Linked DNA regions of Mus musculus: region 1 is linked to region 2. The links are chromatin contacts, called in public promoter capture Hi-C maps. All regions are on one chromosome and are shown on one strand. The core of a region is the stretch at or near the end of the contact, and the rest is flanking DNA. Distances in the headings are between cores, read along the strand shown. Region 1 has its middle 22 kb from the start of Fam126a. Region 2 overlaps Fam126a (family with sequence similarity 126, member A).

Evidence for each region. Capture Hi-C pulls out chosen DNA fragments and counts their contacts.
Region 1: a contact with region 2 is called in a promoter capture Hi-C map of adipose tissue. The contact joins two enhancer-like sites. A contact is called at or near these places in 11 of 484 Hi-C or Micro-C datasets (CD4 T cells, CD8 T cells, LSK cells and 7 more), 3 of 115 datasets of contacts at active chromatin or transcription factors (bone marrow-derived dendritic cells, bone marrow-derived macrophages and heart atrium) and 3 of 9 other capture datasets (adipose tissue, liver and pancreatic islet).

The regions. Positions count from the first base shown.
Region 1 is chr5:24,049,254-24,055,487 of GRCm38.p6, reverse strand. No RefSeq gene overlaps it. Among named protein-coding and RNA genes, the nearest start is that of Fam126a, 22 kb to the right of the region's middle. Within about 2 kb of position 2,032, at least 44 of the 459 cell types and tissues checked have an H3K27ac peak or open chromatin away from gene starts, as enhancers often do. A contact at or near this core is called in adipose tissue and heart atrium, where this site is marked.
Region 2 is chr5:23,989,686-23,995,838 of GRCm38.p6, reverse strand. It overlaps Fam126a (family with sequence similarity 126, member A), which reads left to right. Exons shown (of 11, transcript NM_053090.3): 3 at 4,002-4,103. Among named protein-coding and RNA genes, the nearest start is that of Fam126a, 38 kb to the left of the region's middle. Within about 2 kb of position 2,283, at least 115 of the 459 cell types and tissues checked have an H3K27ac peak or open chromatin away from gene starts, as enhancers often do. A contact at or near this core is called in adipose tissue and heart atrium, where this site is marked.

The DNA.
Region 1 (6,234 bases), core at 783-3,282, 60 kb before region 2:
AAACCTCTGAAACCTCTTACTAAATTAAAACACATCTTTCTCACTTAAGTTATCAGGTTATCTTGTCACTTCATTTCAACATTCTAACACAGTGACTAACTATAATACTATTATTGCAATAAAATAAATAGGCTATACATTTCTTAACATTTCATCCATATTCATATTTTACTTTCTTTATGTGTTATGTTTATGTGTTTCTTTATATGTTATTTATGTATATATGTATGTGCATGTGAGCATATGTTCATGTGTGTGCGTGGAGACCAAATGACAGCCTTAGGTGTCATTCCTCAGGGGCCATTGACCTTGTTTTTCAGACTGAGTGTCTCATTGGATGTAAACTCTAAGAAGGCCAGGCTGACTGAATATCAAACACCAGAAACCATTTGTCTCTGCTTCTCCAGCTCTTGGATTACAAGCATGTACCACTACACCTGGTTTTGTTTTTTACTGTGGATTCTAGGGTTTGAACTGAAGTCCGTGTGTCTGCAAGACACTTTACGTATGGATGGAGCTATCCACCCATCTCTTATACATTATTTTATTCAGTTTGTTGCTTGAATAAGGATGAGTAGAACCAATTTTCTTTCTGTTTTACTTTTGTTTGATGTTTAACTTACTTAAAAATCTTGTTTGGTTTATGTTGGACTATCTACACAGCAAATTAAGCTTGAGGGAACTAAGAAAACTGTAGCTGTATTTTGTGTGTTGGTAATTGTGTCTCTACATCCTCTGAAAGCCCTTTGGCTGTTAAGCATTTCTGATGTTGCAGTTATATTCTTTTTTTTAAATTTTCTTTATTTATTTATTATATGGTACACTGTAGCTGTTTTCAGATACCCCAGAAGAGGGCAGCAGATCTTTTTACGGATGGTTGTGAGCCACCATGTGGTTGCTAGGATTTGAACTCAGGACCTTCAGAAGAGCCGTTGGTTCTCTTAACCACCGAGCCATCTCTCCAGCCCAGTTATATTCTTTCTATTGTATTAGAAACCCAGAAATTGGCACACACATGCACTAGCAAAAGACCTGGAATTCATTATGATATAGTTTCCATATTTACATTGAGGTCTTGACCTCCTCCCTTTCTAAGAAAATCATGGGAAGAAATATCCTAGTAGAGAGAGATCTGTCCATCATAGTGTGGGGAAGGAAAAAGGACCACCTTCCTACATAAATATTCTGCACGTCTCATGAACATTCACAACAACGTCTTAAAAATCCACCACAAAGAACCAGAGGGCTACCGACTGCCCCCTTTGGGTGTACCTGCTGCGCTTTCTCTCTCCAGAGTGTATACCCTTTGCATTGCTAAGTAAACTCCACTTAGACTGTGTGTGTCTCTTAGCTGTGCTCTCTCCCTTGAGAAGACAGAAGGAGGAAAATGTTTCACTGGTAACATCTATAACTACACTCAGGGCCACAGGAGCTAGTAACCCTTCAGTAACAAATTGTAGATAAACTAACAAGTGACTATGCCACCAGGGCACTATGGCAGGAGTCAATCTCAATGCCATTTCATGAACATGTATGCAAAGGTTGCAGCATTTGAGCACCATGACTAAGCAGGTTTGTTCAGTATCCTTTGCTGACTGCTTACAAGCTAAAGGATCAAATGAATACAGAATTTGCATATAGACCTGAATAATTAGAATGCTACAGAATAAGAAATCTAAGTGTTGTACATATTTCGTTTAATATTTCCTATAACAGAAATACTTAGAGTACATATCTAGACTCTAGTCTGATGGTGTTGCAAGGCTTGAAGTGAGTGATGCTGCCTCAGGTCTTTCTCCTTCCTTCCAGCTCATGGTGGGTGACGCCCTTCTTTCCTTTTGTCTTTCCAGAGACCCTTAGCAGCTATGTTTCTGCTTTGCTCCACATCTTTAGTTTACTAAGTTAATTTTACCAAGAGCTCTGATACCCACACGTATGCAAATGCTTGTTTAAGGGGAAGCTAACGAGGGATCATGGGACGGGCAGCAGGGCCCTTGAGCTCGTCTGTAATTTGACTCCTGTTACTAGAAATATTCATATCTTTCCAGGGAGGTTAAAAATATAACATTCATTTGTGGTCAGTAGAATCTATTCAGTGCAGTCTCCGGGGAAGTCTTGAAAAACAGAACAAAACAAACCGCTGGTGTCCTTGGCCTTCAGCCCATGGAATGTCAAGGTCCTTGGCATTAAGCCAGCATTCGCTCTAGTAATCAAAAATATATTCATGCAGCAGTTAGAATAATTATACATTATAATTATGTATAACAGCTCAAGTATAGTGATTAATAATGACCACAAATAAATGGGATTTAGGATGTTTTTCTTAATTTTATAATCTCCTTTGCTCGTGAAGAACAATATAAATTGCCATGGGTATTCCTGACATTGTGGTAGAGAAGGAATAAACCAAACTTTTATTATTTTGTGTTTTCTCAATGAATCAGAAATGCAATAATATACATTCAGTGTTGTGATTGGTAGAGCATCTCAATTACAATAAAGAACATTTTATAGAGTCGTTCTCTAAGTGGATGGCAAATATTTGCTTCAAAAACTGTCTGTAAGGGCCTTTGGCCTCAGCCCCATAAAGCACAAAACCATAAACATCCACTGTGCTCAAATAAAGTTAAAAAAAAGAGAGAGAGAGAGAGAGAGAGAACATCAAATAACTTCAGAAGCTATTTATTATAAACTTTCTCCAAAGTACCTGTTAGTCTTCAAGATGACAAAATTAAATAACCTACTACCAACTATAACATTAAAACTCAAAGCAAACCTAGGAACTTCTGTCCAAGAGTTTAAAGTGAATGCTTCCTAATGCTGTCATTTCTCACTGTTAAAGATGATAAAGAGACAGAAAAAAATGTCCTAAACAGTTCTTCATAAGCCGCGGAGTGAACCATGAAGCCACAGTTTCACTCTGCTGAGCTTAGTGGTAAAAACCTCCCTCCTTACTATGGTTGCTCAGAGCCAGCAGTGTTCAGGGAAACCACAGCAGTTTGTCCCGCTGCTCTGGAGGATCAGCTGATCCACATGGGCAAAGGTATAGCAGGGGTCGGGAGAGGTTCAAAGCTCCTGGATGAAGACGGTGGGATGAAATGGTTGAGAAGGGACAGACATGGGGAGAAGGACAAGAGCTTCCAGAGTTGTCCTTGTCTGCGTTTTAGGTCTGGAAAAGGCCACAGGCAGATTTGTTTTATTTTTTCCTATTTCTGGTTGTACTTTACAAGGTCACTTACAAGTGAAAATACTTAACTGGGGAGATAAATAAAATTTCCAAAATATTCCCCCTTCACTCACAGATAATACTCTCCACAGGGCGGCAGGCAGGGAGGGAACAAGCAGCAACTGTGTGTCAAGCCAGGGAAATGTTAGTGATCCCCCAAACACACACAGGAGCGGATCTGATGCAACTCACAGCAGAGGCTTTATTCTATTCGAGCTAGCTCGCACACCCCACCCACCCCAGTGCCCCGCCTGCTGTCATGCAGGACGGTTTTGGTGGTGGTGGAGCCCCGAATGTCTATGAGGCAAGGTTTTATAGTAAGCAGCAAGCAGGAAGTACCTGAGCAAGCATCTAATTGGAAGCTCTTGTGGCCTTTAACATGATTGGCTGGTGCTGGGCGTCATGTCATAAACTTAACTTCCGCTCCCTTCTGCATTGATGGTCGTTAGGTAGAAGGTGGGCTTGTAACCTGGGGTGCAGGTTTGTTGGGGGAATAACCTGGAGACACCGGTCTTGTTGGAGGGCCTAGAGACTGGAGCTAAGCTCAGGTTTTGTTGGAGGGCAACTTAGAAACTAATGCTAGATACCAGCCTGATAGTTTACCTGAGTTCACACTTAGGTCAGGTTCTCTAAAATGGAGTCTGAATTTAAAAGCTTTGGCATCTCATTGGCATTGTGGGAAATACCTTTATGTGTTTCATCCTACTTCGTTTACATGTTTTAACCATTACAGACATCATGAACACATTATTTCACAGATTAAAGATTAAAGTTGCAGAGGAACTAGTTAACATGTCCAAAATCATGCACAGTGATTAATTAATTCAAGATTCAAATGATAGCCTGAAATCAAATTCTATATTCTTGCCGTTATTCTTCTGCCTCATGACAGAAGGCTTAGTTAGCCGAGCCACATGATGTGAGAGCTGTGACGTCGGTTTGATGTGGACCGTGGGAAAGTGTGGCACAGAGCAGAGTGTCTGAGAGCAGGGACCAGCATTACTCAGACCTGGGTGAGTTATCTGCACCCTAGGGCCAATCCAGGAATTAAGTAGTATCATGTTAAGTTGAATCTTGCCAACTCGTGTGCGGACAAGAATGACATAAATCTATATTATCTACAATTGGTTTTTTTTCAAATGTAAATGCTATACAGGAATAAAGTCTGAGAGTCCAGTTGTTGCTCCCTAAACAAAAGAAAATAAACAAGCAAAATGCTTTGGCAATTGCTGGCATGGCTGTGCCAGTTAGAAGGTAAAGTTCTCAGATCTCTCTGGCTCTAGCAGGCTCCCAATAGTCTTTGATATTTTCCCTTCTCTCTCTCTCTCTCTCTCTCTTTCTCTCTCTCTCTCTCTCTCTCTCTCTCTCTCTCTCTCTCTCTCTCTCTCTCTCTCTCTCTCTCTCTCTCTCTCCCTCTCTCGATTTCTTGAGACAAGATTTCTCTGGGTAGCCAAGGATGTCTTAGAACTCATTCTGTAGACCAGGCTGGCCTTGAACTCAGAGATCCATCTACCTCTGCCTCCTGAGTGCTGGATTTGGTGTGTGTGTGTGTGTGTGTGTGTGTGTTTTGTTTGAGAAAAAGTGTTCAGTGAATTTTGCCACTTTGAGCCCTTTGATTGCAAACTGGTAGAACCACTCTGAAAATCACTCTGGCAGTTCCTCAGAAAATTGGAAATAGTTCTACCTGAAGACCCAGCACTCCTGAGCATATATCCAAAAGATGCTCCACCATATCACAAGGACACATGCTCCACTATGTTATAGCAGCCTTATTTATAATCCTCAGAAGTTGGAAACAACCCAGATGTCCCTCAATGGAAAATGGATACAGAAAATGTGGTTCATTTACACAGTGGAATACTACTCAGCTATTAAAAACAAGGACATCATGAATTTTGCAGGTAAATGGATGGAACTAGAAAATATCTCTGAGTGAGGTAACCCAGACCCAAAAGGACATACATAGTATATACTCACTGATAAGTGGATATTAGCTAAAAAGTTCAGAATACCCATGATATAACTCACAGACCATAGGAACCATAACAAGAAGGAAGGCCCAAGTAATGATGCTTCAATCTCACTTAGAAGGGGGAACAAAATAATCATGGGAGGAAGGAAGAGGGAGAGATCTGGGTGGGAGAGGAGAGGAGGAGAGAAAGAAGGGGGGCAGGATCAGGTATAGGAGGAGACAGGAGAGAAGCCCAGAGGGTCAGGAGAATGAATAGAAATATGCAGAGTGTGGGGTGGAGAACAGAGGAAATCTTTAGAAAGTCCTAGACACCAGGGATGTGGGAGGCTCCCAGGACCCAAAGAGGATAACATTAGCCAAAATGTCCAACAGCGGGGAGATAGGACCTGAAGAGACCACTTTATTAGATAGGCATGGCCCTCACTTGAGGGATAAGGCTACCCACCAATCTCAAAAATTTTAACCCAGAATTGTTCCTGTCTAAAGGAAATGCAGGGCCAAAAAATTGGAGCAGAGTCTGAAGGAAAGGCCATCCAGAGACTGCCCCACCTTGGGATCCATCCCATGTACAGTTACCAACCCCCAACACTATTGCTGATGCCAAGATGTGCTTGCAGACAGGAGCCTGGCATGGCTGTCCTCTGAGAGGCTCTGACAGCACCTGACTGAGACAGATGCAGATACTTACAGCCAATCATTGGACTGAGCCTGGGGACACTATGGAAGAATTAGGGGAAGGACTGTAGGGGCTGATGGGGATTGCAACTCCATAGAAAGAACAACAGTATCAACTAACTGGACCACTCAGAGCTCCTAGGGACTAAGTCACCAACCAAAGAGCATCCATGAGCTGGTCTGTGGCCCCCACTATATACGTAGCAGAGGACTGCCTTGTCTGGTCTCAGTGGAGGGGATGCATTTTATCCTGTGGAGGCTTGATGCCCTAGAGAAGGGGGATGCTAGAGGGGTGAGGTGGTTGGGTGGGTGAGCACCCTCTTAGAGGTGAAGGGGAAGGTGATGGGGTGGGAGTCATGAA
Region 2 (6,153 bases), core at 1,034-3,533:
TAAGAGTTTAAAATAAAATCTTGTGATTGGAGAAAAACATTCAGTCTCTGTACTAGCTAAGGTGTTGGTTGTATGTTCTAAGTAGACACTCATAGTCTCTGTACTAGCTAACTTGTTGGTATTATTCTCTAAGTAGACTAACAAAGTGACTAAACTAGGGTCTCATGAATAATTAATATTTTCAATGACTTATTTGTAAAAAAAAAGTTTCAGATTGCTTTGTGTATTTTATGTAGCAGATTCTAGGCTCCTAAGTTTTTCAATTTTCTGATACTCAATATATGGCTCAAAAATCCATTTTCATGTATGAAGCTGTTGAATGGGATTGTTCTCTTTATTGAATCTTCACCCATCTGCCTGTCTTCTTCCACCCAATCCATGTCACCTCCTTACATTTTAAAAGCCATCTGCCAAATGGTACTTAAGTATGAAGCATTCAACTTTTTTCTTAAAATTTCGTCTCCATTCTGCATTCAACAGCGTAAGAAACATGGTAATTGAGAAGGCCGACAGTTCTTGAGTTCATCTGGTCCTTAAGATTAGTTCTTCAAAGCACCATTTATTTTGTTTTAATTTTTATGTATTTATCTTATGCCTATGGGTGTTTTGTCTGCATGCATGTCTGTGTACCATGTGCATGTCTGGCACCTGCAAAAGCCAAAAGGGGAGGTGGGATCCCTTGGGACTGGAGTTATAGATAGCTGTGAGTCACTGTGTAGGCACTGAGAGTAGGAATCACCCCAGGTCCTCTGGAAGGCCAGTCAGGGTTCTTATGTTAAGCCATCTCTCTGTCTCCCTCGTGTAGCACCGTAAGCGCAGTAGTTATACCCTTCCCTTGTGTAGAAAGGTGACTTTCCTCACATACAAACCATGAGATAGTGAAGGCATTTTGAGCTGTATATGATGGCTGGTTTTGCCTCACTGGTTTTAAAGGCTTTCTTTTCTTATTTATCAACAGAAGCCCCAGGATTCTGCGCTTCACAGAGTTTGAGATTTTAGAAAAGAGATGTACTTTTAACTCTGGCTATTTCTTTTTCTCTTTTAAAAATATTTTACTTAATATTTATATGTGCATGTGTATTTTAATCAACCCTTCCCCACTTCTCTCCCCTGCAGTTCCTTTCCTATCCTTCCTTCTTACTTTTTCTCCTAATTTCATATGTTTTTTCTTCTAATCTTTAAAATTTTTTTTGAAATACTCACTGGGTCCATTTAGTTGTGCCTATATGTGTAGGATGTGGGACCATCTACTGGAGCATAGGTAGCCAGCCTCTTAGGGCCAGCATCCCTGAGAAAATTCACTTTCTCACACCCCGCAGCCATTAATTACTAATTGCTCCTCAGATGGGAGAGGGACTTCATGGGCCCCTCCCTCTCCCTGCTAGGACTTCAGCTGCTTGATCTTGTGCAAATCCTGTGCTGTCTCAGATGCTGTGAGTTCCCATGTGCAACTGAGGCATCATGTCTGACAAATATTGTTTCACTGCAGACATCCAGTCTCTCTGGCTCGTACAGTCATTGTTGGTGCTTACAGTGTTCACAAGTAAAACTTCCCTAGTAAGATGCATAAAGCCTTCCAGCACTGAGAACTAGGAAGTAAGGCAGCATCTAGGATGGTACAAGCTTGGCTTTTCCATGTCCTATTATGTAGATATCTGGTATCTTTAGCAGTAGGGTTTTACCTTAAGTTCTGGAGGATATCCAAGAGCAATAGCAAACAAAACAAAACAAAAAACAAAAACATACCCCAAAACAAACCAAACAAAAATCACCCCTCCCCCAAACCAACCACCAACAAACAACAAAAACCCAAGAACAGAAAAATTAACCCTGGAATTAGGAGGGGAGTTGTCTATGTGACCCTATTAAGTAACAGCTCAAAAGGGGGTAGCTCATACACCTTAGGGGGCTGTCGTCATTCTCCATTATAAGGTAGCTCATTTTATATATGCAGGTGTATGTGTTTACATTTGAGGAGGTTTCTATGGTAGGTTTCCATAAAGGCCTTTAGTGTTGGAAGAAATGGGGTGAGGGATGGGAGGACAGGGTCAGAGAGGGAGATGGGAAGGATAATAACCCTGAAGCCTGTGGCTTCATACTTTATGTGCTCACATAGACTCCATAGTGTGCTTCACTTGCTGTGTAGATTAAATCGTGTGCTTTGCACATACCTTTAGGCTTGCTTTAATGAGATTCGACAGCTGATGCTGTTATATAAATTTCTCCAGTATTAGGTTACTCTTGATTACATGACAGAAATGGAATGTGGCCTGGAGGTCTTTGTTTCTCTGCCTTCCGGAGCAGGGCATGGGAGCTGCTTTTGCTGTTGTGGCTGTTGCTGCTATTGTTCTGGAGAATGGTGGCAGGCTTCCAAATGCTTCACATTTACTCACCATGCTGGGAAACAAAGCCCTTATTAAATCAGAAAGACCTAGTCACTTACATGTCTTCAGGCAAAATAGGACCTGGTTTTAAAGAGTCCAGACAATGTTAGTTTCAATTCTTTCTGTCCCTCAGTGCTCTCCCAGCAAAGGTCTGAGGCTGAGGCTTTCTGTTGAGTGATGGGGATGGAGAGGGGAAAAGACAGCTTTCCCTTGGGAAGAAAGTGAAGTAAGAATGAATCAAATAACCCTGCTGTAAGAAGCGATACAGCTTAATTTTCTATGCATACTTATGCACACGTAAAACTGTGTATTGTAGCCACAGCCCATGTTAAATCATGAAATACTTGGTTATGGGATATGTGTGATCTGGTGCGTGTCTTAGCATGGCTGTTAGGAGTCTTTGAGATGCTGTCTGTTGTGGGAGTGAGTGAGCAGTGATGGGGAGACAAACACTGCTAATGAGATAAGCTCTAAAGGATACGTTTTATTATTGTTACAGTAAATTTTCTCTTCAGTTTTTTCCTGTCACCTTTTCACCCATGCTTTTGAGTTACTACTGAGAGTCTCTGTCTCCATTCCTCTCTCTGAGCTGAAGAAGTAGTGCCAACAGGCTGTGGTTGATGGTCTGTATTTTAACTGGCATTAGCAGAATTAATTTGTGGAAGTACAGTTCCGAGTTTCCCAGTTCTGAGGAGTCTATGTATTTTGCCCCACCTGCAGTTTAGACTCATCTCTGGCAGTAGCATGGAACTCAGGAGTATTTGGACCCGGTGGCCTGTGGTGTACATGTTAGACACATTAGCACATCCTCATGGACCTAAGGAGATCTATCACTCCTGATGCTCTGAAGGCGGAACTGTCTTTACATGTGGTTCAATATTGTTTCTGATCTAAACCGGCAGTTAAAGATGAAGTTTTCTCATTTGAATGTCTATAAATGTGTGGGCTGCATGCGTGTGTTCATGGGTGTTTGCATGTGTGTGGGTGCACTTGCACATGTGGGAGTGCATGTGTAGGTCCACAGTTGAGACTGAGTATCTTCTTTGATTACTTTGCACTTAACTAATGGAGGCAGGGTCTCTGGTTGAACACGGAGCGCACCATTGGCTAGTCTAGCAAGCCAGCTTCCCTTGGTAATGTCCTGTCCCCGCCTCCAGAGTACTGGGACTAAAGTCAGCACCATGCCGGCCCAGCTTTGATGTGGGACCTGGGAATCCTAATTCTGCTCTGCACGCTTGTGCAGCAAGTGCTTTATGTACCGAGCCATTGCCCTGATTCCAATCACGAGTTCTGATGGTGATTGACCCTATTGGTAATAAAAGAATAAAACTTTTTTTTAAATTTGCTATTGTTGAGTTATAATCTATATCACATAAAATTCACTGTCTTAAGTGAGAATGCAGGGTTAATTTTATTTTATTTATTTTTGTTCTTGTTCTTTTGATATTTTTATAAAGTTGTACCAAACACCAGCATGGAATTCTGGAAACTATGTCTTTTAGTCAGTCTTTCTTTGTTTCCTTCCTTCTGTGTTAATGACCAATATATACTAATTTTCTTTTGTATGAATTTGTCTGATTTAGAATTTCATAAAAATAATTTTTTTAATTTGTTTAGACACTCCCAGAAACATCTTTGCCAAATTATGCCACAAATTTGAAAGACAAGAGTTCTTTAGTTACATCTCTCTATAAAGTTATCCAGGAGCCACAGAGTGAGGTAAGTACATTACAGTTTGTATGAATAATATTCAGTTGATTATTTTTATTTAAACATAAAATATAACATACATGTGTAAGGTAAGAAAATGTATATATTTGCAAAACAAGAATAAAATTAATTTCAGTGTATCATTCTCCAGAATGAAAACTAGAATCCTTACTGTATCCCCAAATCCATCTTTCTCCGTGTTCTCCTTCTGTATGTCTCTGAGTCTCCATAGCCTTGGAACGTCTAAGTCGTGCAAATAATCTTTTTTCTTCAGCAAATATTGATGTGCCTGCTATAAGCCATTACTATGGTGGACATTAGGGGCTCAAAGAGCAGTGATCTTCATCATAAGAGAAAGGTGAGAGAGACTGAGTAACCATGCAGAACTGCGTCTTTCTATGGTTTGCATGGTCGTTACCTCTAAGAGTCATCTGGGAATGTACTTACCACTGTAGCAAATACTAAGAAATGGGCCTGGTGGCCGGAGAGATGGCTCAGCAGTTAAGAGTACTCACTGCTCTTCCAGAGGTCCTGAGTTCAATTCCCAGCAACTACATGGTGGCTCACAACTATCGGTAATGGGATCCAAAGCACTCTTCTAGTGTGTGTCTGAAGACAGCTGCAGTGTACTCATATAAATAAAAAATAAATAAATCTTTTTAAAAAGAGAGAAAGAAATGGGCCTGGGATATGGTTCAGTGGGAGAGCTCTTGCCTAGCATACACTAGGTCCTGGGTTCAGTTGTTAGCATAACGAGCAGGAGAAAACACTGGGACGAATATGGGGTTGGTGCTGTTCGCAAGGTGAGTTTGGCTTCCTTAGCTTTCTTACCTGTCTGTCTTTTGTTGTGAGGTGATGTTTTGGTCTTAGGCTACTCAATCTGCAGAGCTGGGAAGGAATGCATTCTTTATAAGTTACCAGGTGTCATAGCAACAACAACAACCAAAACACCAGGCCAGGGACAAATACAGCTTTTCCATGTAGCAAGTAAAACAAACACTCCTAGCAGCAGGGAAGTGTAGGAGATTGGAGGTGCAAAGCATTCGCTGAATTTTGCCGTTTGGTCTGCTAGTGCCTTTCCTGTTCTGGGACTAGAAGGAGACAGCTCTGGAGTAGATAGAAAGGAGATAACTTGCATAATTCCTTTTGTTTTTGAGTTTAGGAAAAGATGTGACAGGTTTAAAGTCAATCTCAATCTCTGTCTCTCTGTCATCTGCCTCTGTCTCTCTGTCTGTCATCTGCCTCTGTCTCTCTGTCTGTCATCGGCCTCTGTCTCTCTCTCTGTCTGTCTCTCATCCCCACCCCCCTTTCTCAGCAGGGTCTTACTTTGTAACCCTGGCTGTCCTAGAACTCACTATATAGTCTAGGCTGGCCTCAAATTCATGGAGAGCCATCTACCCCTGCCTCTCCTGAACCCTGGCATTGCTGGCCTGCCACGAATCTCTATTCAGTGGTAGGTAACATATGTGGATCCATGGGCCTTTGCAACCAGACTGTGCACTCCAGGAGCTAGTGTTATTTGAGTAATTAATTTGTGTTGGCAGGAGTATAGAGTAGCCTAGACTCTACTTACTGTGCTGTGGCGTTCACTGTGAATGAGATTCTAGTGGGCTTAGAGATTTTCCCGACAGGCCATTAGACTTCATCTGGAGTAATTGAGTCAGAGTTGTGCTTGCCTTGTCTTTTCTTCACCAAGCTGCTTTCCTCTTTTTTCTTGTTGCCCAGGCTTCCTTTAGAAGCAGCACTGAACTTCCAACAAGTTTGAGCTGTGTTTTCATAGGGAAATATATTCCAAAATGTCACCGAGCCATTAGCAACCCAGCATGTTCAATCACCACCGTAAAATACATTCATGTTACCTAGGCCTGTATTTCTCACATTATATAGTATTGTTTTCTGACATTTGTAAACTTCAGCTCTTTCTCCTTTCTGGCTCTTATGTGTACTGTCCATCATGATCTTGCCTTTCTGTCTCCATTTCCTTATATGGAAAAGTGTGGCTAGTCATAGTCTACTTACAGTAGAGTGGGAATTGATCCTGTTTCTGTATAAATAGTGC